2 separate regions of the Mus musculus genome follow, and region 2 is linked to region 1. Evidence: chromatin contacts called from public Hi-C data. All regions are on one chromosome and are shown on one strand. Each heading gives the region's core, a stretch centred on a gene start, on an enhancer-like site or on the middle of the called end of the contact. The rest is flanking DNA. Distances are from core to core; before and after follow the strand shown.

Region 1 (6,215 bases), core at 2,482-4,981:
CAGAGTGGAGGCCGGGCCACCTAGGCCAGGTGTGACCAGAGGGCAACTATCCAGAAGGCCTCACTGGGGCGCAACCCGCCCTCCTCTCCGATTCTGACAGCAACCTCCCCAGCCACTCTGGGATCCAGAACAGAAACTCAGCAAAGTTAAGTGACTCAGCCACATTGACAAACCAGGGTCCCCAAACTTGAGCACTTACACCCATTCCTCTCATATGATCAACCCTGAACACTGTAAGGCCGAGAAGAGCGGTGGTCATGCTCCCACCCCTGCTGCTGGGTGTCTGGATATAATGAGACATAAGACTCACAGTGCCGGGGACTGTCCCGGTGGCTCAGGGGATAACGGAACTTGCCACCAAGCCTGCTGACCTGAGTTTGATCCCCAGGATACAAATAATGAGAGGAGTGAGAACTGACTCTAAAGACTGTGCTCTGACCTGTGCATACATATATACACATGCACACATACATGTACACACACATATACACACATGCACATACTCATACACATATGGGCACATGCAAATGCACACACACACACACAAACATGCACATGCACATGTGCACACACATACACATGGAAACACACATGTGCACACACACATATACACATATACATACCTGCACATGCACACACACATGAGCATTTACATACACAGACACACAGACACACAGACACACTGACACACAGACACACACACACACAGTGAGTACCCAAGCTGGGAGTGAACACTTCCTGTGAATTCCCCTGCTGAATGAGGTCTGGGCCTTTGCAGAGCGTTGAGTCCCGGCTCCCATGGCCTGGGGCAGGGCAGCCCCAGCTTGTTACATCACCCAAATAGTCAAAGGTCTTGACATTTGTGTGAATTCCTGTGCTAACCATATGTGAGGTCCCAGCAGCAGCCACAGGCCACCTTCCTCACAGCCCAGTTCCTTCTATCTCAGGCTAAGCCCACAGCCCAGAGCTTCTACAGCCTCCCATGGGCTGGAAACCATGCCTACAGGGCAGAAACACACTCCTCTGGGTGGGCTCTGAGTGGATACCAGCAGCCCTGAGACCCCGGAATCCCATGTGAGTCAAAAACGCAGGGATCTGGGGTAGATACAAGGAAGACCCTCTTCAGTTTCAAGGCTGTCAGGCTGAGGGATTAAGGGAAACTGTAGCACACAGCTCTGGCCCGGGAGTAACAGTAAGTCTGGGGTCAGAGATGCCCCTACCTAGGACAAAGCGGGGCGTGAGGGAGGTAGAGGAAGGTGAAGAGTCTGAGACCTAACAGGGTTATGGTGGTGCCATGACGGAGGCTGGGGAGAGGGAACCAAACAGCAAAGGTCCCTGGAAGGGGACGTCCCACCCTGTGCCAGGCTCTTACTTGAAGTTGATGTTGGCGCAGACCAGCATGTCATTGAGCAGGAAGACCCTGCGCTCCTTGGACTTGATCAGCTGCCCTCGGTCTCCATACACCGTCTCAGTCAGTGTCTCACACAGAAGCAGCTGCCGCTGGCCAGAGGTCAACAGCTGGAGAAGGGAAGGAACAGAGAAGGTCAACACTGAGGGTGTGATCCGGGATGCTCCCCAGACAGCCAGGCCAGAGGTTTGGAACCTCTCCCACCTCGTAGAAAAGAAGATCCAGGATAGTGTATGGTAACATACATATGCCTAAAGTAGCTGCAGCACTTGGGGAGTGGGGGGTTGGGAGGGGTACCATGAGGCTCAGGCCAGCCTGGACTACACAGGGACTACACTATCTCTAAAGTGGCAGAAGGCCCAGGGTACAGCTTAGCTGGTGGAGTGCTCACCTTTTATACATCAAACCCTGGGTTCCAATCCCCTGTACCACATAAACCTAGTGTGGTAGCACACACCTTCGATCCCAGCACTTGGGAGGTGGAGGCAGGGGGATGGAGAGTTTAAGGTCATCCTCAGCTACACAGGGAATTTGAGGACAGCCTGGGCTAGAGATTCTATATTTAAAACAAAACAAAGATGGTGGCTGGAAGAGGTAGAGGACCCAGAGTCAACATCTGTCACTAGATAATAAGGCACATTGGACAGAGAAGGCCAGGGCACACACATTGGGTTCTCTGTTCCAGGGAGATGGAGGGGAGCCTGGACAGCCACTCTTGCCAGAGCAGAACCCAGCAGTAGCCTCTTTCTCAGATGAGCTGGCTCCTGCCATCACACACACACACCACACATACACGTACACATACACACACATACCACATACCACACACCACACACACACATCACACACATACACACACACACACACACACACAAACACCACACATACACAACATATAACACACACATACACCACACATACACAACATATAACACATACACCACACATACACAACATATAACACACACACCACACATACACACACACCAAACACACACATATCACACCACACACACATCACATACCACACACACACCACACCACACACATATCACATACCACACACACATACACACACACCACACCACACCACACCACACCACACCACACACACACACCACACACATACACACACACCACACACACATGCCTTAGGATCCTGTAACCACCCTCAGCAGGTACCTCCACTGCTCAGATCACACAGTAATGAACATGGTATCTACTGAGTCTAGCTAAGAAATTCACAAAGCCGTTACACCAGGCAAACACAGACCACGGTTCGAAGGCCACAGCAGAGCACACTGAACAGGCCCAGGGCGCTCCTGAGTGTGGCCCTGGGAGGGTATAGGACGCCTTAGCTTTAAGCGTGCAGTGGTCACCCACTGAGGACCCTGTTGTTTCAATGCCAATGTTTAAGACCATCTCTGTCATGGAGAGACATGGTTTTTCGGAGACACTTGACCTGGAAGTGACCCACACCATCCCTTGCAGAGGATGAAACAGAGTAAGGGGGTGAAAATGGATCTTCCAGTTAACCATGCCTGTTCTAAAGAAACCAACGGCTCTCAGAGCCCAAGCACCTGAATCAACGCACCCCACCTCACTTGTACCACCCCCAAAGCATGCCAATCCCTCTGAGAAATATCCTTTTCCTTATAGGGTTTTATGGGGGGGGCTGTGAAATCTGTTACCGAATGGTGTGATTCTGATTGTCTTGGTTCCAACCTCGCCCTGCTGGCCTCCCTCGGAGAGGACCCTGCTTCCCAGAGCACTCCTCAAGGAGACACACCAACTAAGCTCCTAGCGGCAGTGACCCTGCTGCATGGTGGGCACTGTGGGACTCAGAAGCATCCCACACGGACTTCATCCGCTTAGCGCCCCTAAGGTACAGATTCTGCATGTGCACAGCGCCTACAACGCCCCGGCACCCAGCACCCACACAGGAGAGACACCCTCTGCTTTGTCTCCCTGCATTGTGTGGCAGTGCCCAGCTCTGCCACAGGAACTGGAATGGTTACGCCGTTCCCACCTTACCGAAGCCTCGAGGTCCCCCACGTCTCCCCCACAGTGTCCCTAAGCAAGGCAGACCCAGCTCATGGAAACACAACCCAGCCCGTGACCTTCCGCCTCCACCATAGCAGCCCCGATTGCCAGGACCTACACTGGGAAGAGGAAAGTCCCTTGGGCATCAGGCCTTCAGCCCTGTCCCTTACGCAGATTTAAAAAGGGAAAGAAAGCCTCGCTGTTGCCCCAGCGTCCCTCTGGAGGCTCCTGAGTCGGCTGTTTAGAAACAGCTCACGGGGCTCTTTCTGCCCACTCCCAGTTTCATTTCCGCTTCTCTCTGGGTGATGGACAGAGGCCAAACACTGATCCGATCCTCGACAGGACCAGACTGTCCAAAGACGCCCCTGGGCGGGAGGGCACAGCGTGCAGCCTGACGCCCTCTCCGAATTAGCATCCACACGTGGCCAGCTCAACCTTCACACAGAGGGGGAAACTGAGGCTCAGATTATCCATCCCCTAGCCTGATATCAAACTGGTCTCCCTAGCTACCTCCTACTATGTCTGAAGGCAGGCGGGCGGGTGGGCAGGCAGGCAGGCAGGCAGGCATGCATGCATGCATGCATGCATGCAGCAGAAGAGAATAGAAAGCTCTTCCCAGGGCGGTACCAACTGATGTCCCTCCCCCTGGTGGGCATTATCCACTGCTAGAAAAAGCAGCCTCTCGAACACAGAGGCCAGCACAGGGAGCTTTGGGAATTGACGCCCTCTCTCCAGAGACATTCCAAAATGGCAGGCTTGGGGCATGAGGAGTCAGTACTGTCCGGGGAGGGGAGGCACTGGTCCCCAGGGAAGCCATCCTGAATGGGAAGCTCCCCAAAGAAAGGGCGCTGCTCCCCTTTTTCCTTGCCACACACGCCAGATTCTGGGCTCCCAGAACAGAGGAAGCAAACCGGATGCCGACAGGTACCCTCTGTGAGACGTCACAGTGAGATCAACCGGAAGTGGGCAGCCGACCTCAGGTGAAAGGAACCACACAGGTCGGGTGGCACGCCAGCTCTTCCAGCCCTCGAATCTGAGGCTCATGGCATGCCATACTTTTTAAATGCCTCCAATGGCTTCCACTTTCTTAAAAGAACAACGAGGACCCAAGCGCGCCTGCAACCTGCCTGACTGTGGCTCAGAGGGGCCACGGCATGGGAGTGCCTGAAGCTCAGGACTTCGGGACCTCAGGTGACCCAGCCCAGCCTGATCCCGTGACCAGCACTGAAGGTCATATACAAAAGTCAAAGACTGCGGTCCTAGCTATCGAGCTCACCACACAGGCAAGCGTGGTGACAATAAGGAGCAGCCATTTCCCAGGCCACCCTCCTGGACAATCTTTCCACACAACTGAAATCTCTTCCTAGCAACAGCCAGCCATCAGCCTTTGGGAGTCCCCAGGACATCAACCATTTCCTGTGACCTCACACCATGTCCCCTCTCTGGAAACACCCATCTGGTAGGCCCTGGAGAGGTCACCTCACCAGCGGACCATCCCTGTCTACCTCATCCTACAGTCAGTAAGCGTAGGGTCTCCAGGCCTGCGTGGGGCAGTGAGGGACTCACACCAAGCCCCTCATGCTGGCAGGAAACAGAAGGACTGCAGCCCACAGCGACTGATCTTGTCTTTTCTTTTTTTCTTATCTGTAACCCTGGCTGGCCTAGAACTCCCTATGCAGCCCAGGCTGGTCTGAAACTCTGGCTCTTCGTACCTCTGTCTCCTAATACTAGAATCACAGATGTTCACCAGCACGCTGCCTGAAAACCTGCATTTCGACCTCAGTGAGGAAAGCACTTGCTTAACGTGCATAAAATCCTAGGTTCCATCCCCAGCACTGCAGAAACTGGGCATGGCGGTGCACGCCTATAATCCCATCATGGGGAGGCAGAGGCAGGCTCTTATGCGATGAACGGAAGTTTCACCCCTTAGTAGGTCAGTAAAAAAGCCTATGGCCAATGAGCTAAGGCAGGATTAGAAGGTGGGGCATCCAGCAGAGAGAGAGGATTCTGGGAGATAGTCAGGCAGGAGATTCGCCCCAGTCACAGAAGAAGATGGTCGTGTTAACTGAGGACCAGGTAACCAGCCACACCACATGACTTAGACTAAAATGAATAGGTAATTAAGTTATGAACTAGTCAGGAAATAAGCAAAGCTTTTCGCCTAGGCATTTTTTTCACGAAATATTAAGTCTCAGAGTTGTTATTTCTGGGAACAAAGTGGACAGGTGAAAAAACACGAGGTTACAGATCGCTTTAACTAGACATTGTCCCATTATATATCTTTTTACATATTTATATGTATTTGTGTGTGTGAGTGTATGTGTGTGTGTGTGTGTGTGAGTGTGTGTGAGTGTGTGTGAGTGAGTGTGTGTGTGTGAGTGTGTGTGTGAGTGTGTGTGTGTGAGTGAGTGTGTGTGTGTGTGTGTGTGTGTGTGTGTGTGTGTGTGTGTGTGTATTACATGAAGACTTCTCAGATCCATTCTCCTAACTATATTAGTAGCCTATGGTTTCTAGTTTCTGTCTTGGTAATGAGACTAATAAACAAAACTTTCTTTTATCCTAAAATACCGTGAATCACAATGAATGTTCTATTCAGTGGATCAAGCTTCCCTCCCTCAGAGAACACTGCCACCTAGTGAGGGACCCCAGGGAAGCTGCAGAAGTGACAGGTGACACACAGCTAGCTGCAGGAGGGACAGGTGACACACAGCTGCAGAAGTAACAGGTGACGCACAGCTGCAGAAATGACAGGTGACGCACAGCT
Region 2 (6,215 bases), core at 1,046-3,545, 100 kb after region 1:
ATAATCAGCTTCCAAACGCTGACACCATTGCACACACTAGCAAGATTTTGCTGAAAGGACCCAGATATAGCTCTCTCTTGTGAGACTATGCCGGGGTCTAGCAAACACAGAAGTGGATGCTCACAGTCAGCTATTGGATGGATCACAGGGCTCCCAATGGAGGAGCTAGAGAAAGTACCCAAGGAGCTAAAGGGATCTGCAACCCTATAGGTGGAACAACATTATGAACTAACCAATACCCCGGAGCTCTTGACTCTAGCTGCATATGTATCAAAAGATGGCCTAGTCAGCCATCACTGGAAAGAGAGGCCCATTGGACTTGCAAACTTTATATGCCCCAGTACAGGGGAATGCCAGGGCCAAAAAGTGGGAGTGGGTGGGTAGGGTATGGGGGACTTTTGGGATAGCATTGGAAATGTAAATGAGGAAAATACCTAATAAAAATATTAAAAAAAAAAAGACTGAGTGTGGTAGCACATGCCCCTAACCCCCTGCACTTAAGAGGTGAGGGGTTGGAGCCGGGCGTGGTGGCGCACGCCTTTAATCCCAGCACTCGGGAGGCAGAGGCAGGTGGATTTCTGAGTTCGAGGCCAGCCTGGTCTACAAAGTGAGTTCCAGGACAGCCAGGGCTATACAGAGAAACCCTGTCTCGAAAAAAAAAAAAAAAAAAAAGAGGTGAGGGGTTGGAATAGGAGGCTCAGAAATTTAAGGCTAGCCTGGGCTACATGAGACCCTAGGCTAGGCTCAATGGTAGAGCATTTGCTTTGTGTCTTAGTTGGGGTTTTACTGCTATGAACAGACACCATGACCATGATCAAGGCAGCTCTTATAAAGACAACATTTAATTGAGGCTGGCTTACGGGTTCAGAGGTTCAGTCCACTATCATCAAAGTGGGAACATGGCAGCATCCAGGCAGGCATAATGCAGGAGGAGCTGAGAGTTCTAAATCTTCATCTGAAAGCTGCTAGCAGAATACTGATTTCTAGGCAACTAGGATGAGGGTCTTAAAGCCCATGCCCACAGTGACACACATACTCCAACAAGGCCACACCTCCAAGTAGTGCCACTCCCTGGGCCAAGCATGTTCAAACCACCATACCTTGTGCGTCCTGGGTGCTGGGATCATGGGTCTGCACCACTACGACTGGCCTTTTTTTTTTAAAAAAAACAATGTGTATGGGGCTGGTGAGATGGCTCAGTGGTTAAGAGCACCCGACTGCTCTTCTGAAGGTCAGGAGTTCAAATCCCAGCAACCACATAGTGGCTCACAACCATCCGTAATGAAATCTGATGCTCTCTTCTGGAGTGGCTGAAGTCAGCTACAGTGTACTTACATATAATGAATGAATAAACAAACAAACAAACAATGTGTATATGTGTATATCTGTGCACTTGAGTGTATGTATTTGTAACACGTGTGTGCCCCAGCCTATGAAGCCTGAAGAAGTCAGAGTTACAGACAATTGTGAGCCATCATGTGGGTGGTAGGAATCAAACCTATGTCCTCTGGAGCACCCAGTGCTCTCAATCACTGAGCCACCTCTCCAGCCCCATCTCCATGATTAGCTAAATATTGCTATGGAGACAGCCAGTGGGCCACCCTTAACTCTGCAGACAAATGTCACCAGCTAAGGACAGCCACAGAAGATGTTACTCCTCCCAGAACTGGCATGGTCCATGAAGGGCCAAGAAGGGACATGGGGGAGGGGAGGAAAGGACCAGAGTGGGCAGCCGTGGGCTAGCACTGGGAAGCGAGGAGGAAGGGCAGGAGCTGGCCGTATGAGCCTAGCCTCAATCTCACAAGGGCTGAGCAGTGGAGGAAGGAAGGAAGATGGGGTCAAAGGTCACAGGAAGAATCTCATGGACTAGAGAGAGTGGGGGTGGAAGTTCTCGGTCCTTCCCAGGAGAGGCTACTGATCTGGGTCCCCAGCCTCTTCCAGGGCTCACAGCGACTCCCCAAGACCTCCTGCAATCCAGCATGGAAGCTGCACTGCACAGGCAGAGGCCCATGGCAGAGCCCTGTCTCCATCCCCAGCTGGGTCTGTCCTACGCTGAAATGCACCAGGCCTTTCAAACTTCCCTCAGCATCCTTTTGGAGCTCAGAGTGTATGGAAGGCGGAGGGGGGGGGGTGTAGACTGGGAGGGGGACTCTCTGGAACTGCTTCTAGGAGCAGGATGGAAGGGGCTCAGCCCTAGGAGACCAGTGACTGCTGAGCCTGCATCTCTAATTGTGGGAACCAGTGCCCTTCACTCCTCACTGCGTTTCCTGAAGGAAAAAAAAAAAAAAAAACAAGGTCAAAGGTCAGACCACGAATAGGATGAGTCCAAGACACAATCTGCCCACTTGAAAAGGCAGCCCTGAGCCGGGCGTGGTGGCACACGCCTTTAATCTCAGCACTCGGGAGGCAGAGGCAGGTGGATTTCTGAGTTCGAGGCCAGCCTGGTCTACAAAGTGAGTTCCAGGACAGCCAGGGCTATACAGAGAAACCCTGTCTCGAAAAACCAAAAAAAAAAAAAAAGAAAGAAAAGGCAGCCCTGGGCTTCCCCATGGGTCAAAAGCAGGAAGAGCCATTTTTAGCTTGTCACTGTGAGGAAGGGCTCTAGCTCCAGGGTGGATGCGGCTGAAGGCACCTCAGTGTCAAAAGGCTACCTCCCCGATGTATCTGGCGCCCCCTGCTGGTCACCGGGGACACAGTCTCCAGTTCAAAGGTAGGAAGCAGCTGGCTGCAAACAGAAAAAAAAAAAAAGTCAGGGTGGGCGAGGCTGAACCGCCCCTGGGGTCTCACACAGTTCACCCCAGCTCTCATGGCCCTGGGCTGCCCCATTGACGCTGCTCACCTGGGGTGCTAACACACTCCTACAAACTCTCAGTGGGAAGGTCTACGTCTACAGGCAGGCAGACTCCAGACACTGTGGTCCAGGAGGCTGGCTTACAGAAGGCCGTGGGATGCCCTCCGTGTTCATTGGCACTATCTCTAGTGGAGCTGAGGTGTAAGGCCTGACTACCCTTGGCCACCATGGTGAGAGGAAGCGCCTTCGGAGTGCTCTGGTCAGCAACGGGACTGAGGCCCCACACAGCTGGCATCAGCTGCAGGGCACATGTGTAGCGCGGTGCTTCTAGATGGATCCAGCACCAGCCACCAAGTCCCCAGCCTTCAAATTATCCCCACTGACGACCCAGACACTATAGAGCAGAGGCAAGGTGAACTCACTGTGCCTTGAGTGATAAAACCGTTCATCCTACACCATGATGTTAGGGGTGGAGCAGGCTCATCACAAAATAAGTAAATGGAGCTGAAGATGAAACACAGTGGGTGAAGGGCTAGCCTCGGATACGCAGAGCCCTGGGCTCAATCCCCAGGGCTGCATAAACCAGGGCAGGCAGGCCTGCACTCCCAGCACTCAGGAAGTAGAGACAGGAGCATGAGGGATTCAGGCTCATCCTAGCTACACAGAAAGTTTAAGGCCAACCTGGGCTACATGAGACCCTGTTTCAAAAAAAACCAGCTGGGTGGTGGTGGCACACGCCTTTAATCCCAGCACTCGGGAGGCAGAGGCAGGCGGATTTCTGAGTTCCAGGACAGCCAGGGCTATACAGAGAAACCCTGTATCAAAAAAACAAAAAAACAAAAAACAAAAAACAAAAAAAAAAACAAAACAAAACAAAACAAAAACCAAAGAATAGGGCTGGAGAGATGGCTCTCAGCAGCTAAGAGCACTGGCTGCTGTTCCAGAGGAGGACCTGGGTTCAAACCCAGCACCCACAACCATCTGTCATTCCAGTTCCGGTAAAGCCTACACCGTCCTCTGGCCTCCACGGGTACCAAGCTCACCCATGGTATATAGATCCACATACAGGCAAAACACCCATGTACAAAGCTAGGTAAATAAATACCCTTAAAGCAAGGAACAGAGGCTGGGCAGTGTTGGTACACGCCTTTCATTCCAGCACTCAGGAGGCAGAGGGAGGCAGATCTCATAACACTAGGGTTTGGGAGGCAGAGGGTCCTGCTTAGGGTTACTGTTGCTATGACGAAACACCATGACCAAAAGCAAGTTGAAGAGGAAAGGATTTACCCCTCCAAAGTCAGGGAAGGAACTCAAGCAGGGCTGGAACCTGGAGGCAGGAGCTGATGCAGAGGCCGTGGAGAGATGCTGCTTACTGGCTTGCTCAGCCTGCTTTCTTATAGAACTCAGGACCACCAGCCCAGGGATGGCCCCACCACAGTGGGCTGATGCGTCCTTACTTACAGGCTTCCCTACTGCCCAATCTTATGGAGGCATTTCCTCAGTTGAGGCTCCCTCCCTTCTGATGGCTAGCTTGTGTCAAATTGATGTAACACTAACCAGCACACAGAAGCAGAAGGGTCTTCAAAAAGTTCAGGGTCAGCTTGTTCTATAGTAAGTTCCAGAGCAGCCACAACCAGGTAGTGAGATTGTGTCTAAATTATAAAATAAAATTTCTATTTTGTTTCTTTTTATTATTGTTGTTGGTGGTTGATTGGTTTGTGCAGCTCCTGCCTTCTGAGGGTTAGGATTGTGTCTAAATTATAAAATAAAATTTCTATTTTGTTTCTTTTTATTATTGTTGTTGGTGGTTGATTGGTTTTTGCAGCTCCTGCCTTCTGAGGGTTAGGATTAAAGGTAAGCACTACCACTGCCCAGGTTCAATTTTATTTCTTTCCAAAGATTTGCTTTTTTTTTTTTTTTCTTCAGGAGACAGAGGCATCTCTGAGTTTAAGGCCAGCCTGGTCTACAGTGTGCATTCCAGGACTGCCAGGGCTTCACAGAGAAACCCTGTCTCGAAAACATAACAATAACATACACACACAACCAACAACAAGATATATGTACTTGTTTTTATTTTATGCATCTGAGTGCTTTACTTGCAAGTACATATATGTACTACATGGATGCCTGGTGCCCTCAGAGCCAAAAGAGGGTGTTGTATCCTCCGGAATTGGAGTACAGATTGGTGTGAGCTGTCACCTAAATGCTAGGAATAGAACTGAGATCCTCTGGAAACCCAGAGTGTTCTTAACCTCTGAGCCATCTCTCAGGACCCTAAAACACACACACATGCACGCGCACACGCGCGCGCGCGCACACACACACACACACAAAACGGGACCTCACAATGTAGTCCTGGCTGATCTGGAATTGCTATGTAGACCAGGCTGGCCTTGAACTCACAGAGATCTGATGGCTTCTGCCTCCCTGGTGCTGGGGTTAAAGGTGTGTGCCCTGATGCCTTATATCTAACAACAATGCATAAAACAAAAAGTCTAATTAATAACAAAGCAAAGGCTGTTGATGAACCTCAGTTGCAGGGTGTTTAACCTAGCTGGCGTGAGGCCTGCATGTGATCCCCAGTATGTAAGTGTTGCAGGGATTTCCCTGCCCAATTACATTAGTGCAGAGGAAGCCTGTGATTGGACAGGGAAAGGGAGGCAGAGATAAGAGTGGCAGAGACAGAGAGCATCTCAGGGGAGAGAGGAGGGAGGATGGAGGTGGACGTGAACCCGCCACAGTTATTATATCATAATTGGGATAAAGCTTTTAGCATTATCAACTCGCTCTGAAATGATTGCATTGGCATCTTGTAAACTGTGACTTGATTGACACATAAATCTGATTGATTAACTATAAGCTTTAAGAGTTTTAATTCTCGGGGCGTGGTGGCACACGCCTTTGATCCCAGCACTTGGGAGGCAGAGGCAGGCGGATTTCTGAGTTCAAGGCCAGCCTGGTCTACAAAGTGAGTTCCAGGACAGCCAGGGCTGTACAGAGAAACCCTGTCTCGAAAGAAAAATAAAGTTTTAATTCAGGCTGGAGAGATGGCTCAGCGGTTAAGAGCACTGACTGTTCTTCCAAAGGTCCTGAGTTCAAATCCCAGCAACCACATGGTGGCTCACAACCATCTGTAATGGGATCAGATGCCCTCTTCTTGTGTGTCTGAAGACAGCTACAGTGTACTTACATATAATAAATTATTCTTTTAAAGATTTATTTATTATTGTACATGAGTTCACTGTAGCTGACTTCAGACACACCAGAAGAGGGCGTCAAATCTCATTATGGGTGGTTGTGAGCCACCATGTGGTTGCTGGGATTTGAACTCAGGACCTTCAGTAGAGCAGTCAGTGCTCTTACCTGCTGAGCCATCTCTCCAGCTCCCAATAAATAAATTAAAAAAAAAAAGTTTTAATTCTAC

The links. Hi-C and Micro-C count contacts between places; a contact is called where the count stands out from the background.
Region 2: a Hi-C map of bone marrow-derived macrophages shows a contact between it and region 1, with 44 read pairs. The contact joins two enhancer-like sites. A contact is called at or near these places in 8 of 39 promoter capture datasets (the 3T3-L1 cell line, cranial neural crest, embryonic stem cells and 4 more), 33 of 484 Hi-C or Micro-C datasets (the 63-12 cell line, B cells, CD4 T cells and 23 more), 12 of 115 datasets of contacts at active chromatin or transcription factors (the HPC-7 cell line, Th17 cells, acute myeloid leukemia and 6 more) and 5 of 9 other capture datasets (adipose tissue, embryonic stem cells, liver and 2 more).

The regions. Positions count from the first base shown.
Region 1 is chr4:140,568,885-140,575,099 of GRCm38.p6, forward strand. It overlaps Arhgef10l (Rho guanine nucleotide exchange factor (GEF) 10-like), which reads right to left. Exons shown (of 29, transcript NM_001290803.1): 16 at 1,373-1,518. Among named protein-coding and RNA genes, the nearest start is that of Gm42335, 33 kb to the right of the region's middle. Within about 2 kb of position 3,732, at least 34 of the 459 cell types and tissues checked have an H3K27ac peak or open chromatin away from gene starts, as enhancers often do. A contact at or near this core is called in bone marrow-derived macrophages, where this site is marked.
Region 2 is chr4:140,671,881-140,678,095 of GRCm38.p6, forward strand. No RefSeq gene overlaps it. Among named protein-coding and RNA genes, the nearest start is that of Gm13025, 4.8 kb to the right of the region's middle. Within about 2 kb of position 2,296, at least 8 of the 459 cell types and tissues checked have an H3K27ac peak or open chromatin away from gene starts, as enhancers often do. A contact at or near this core is called in bone marrow-derived macrophages, where this site is marked.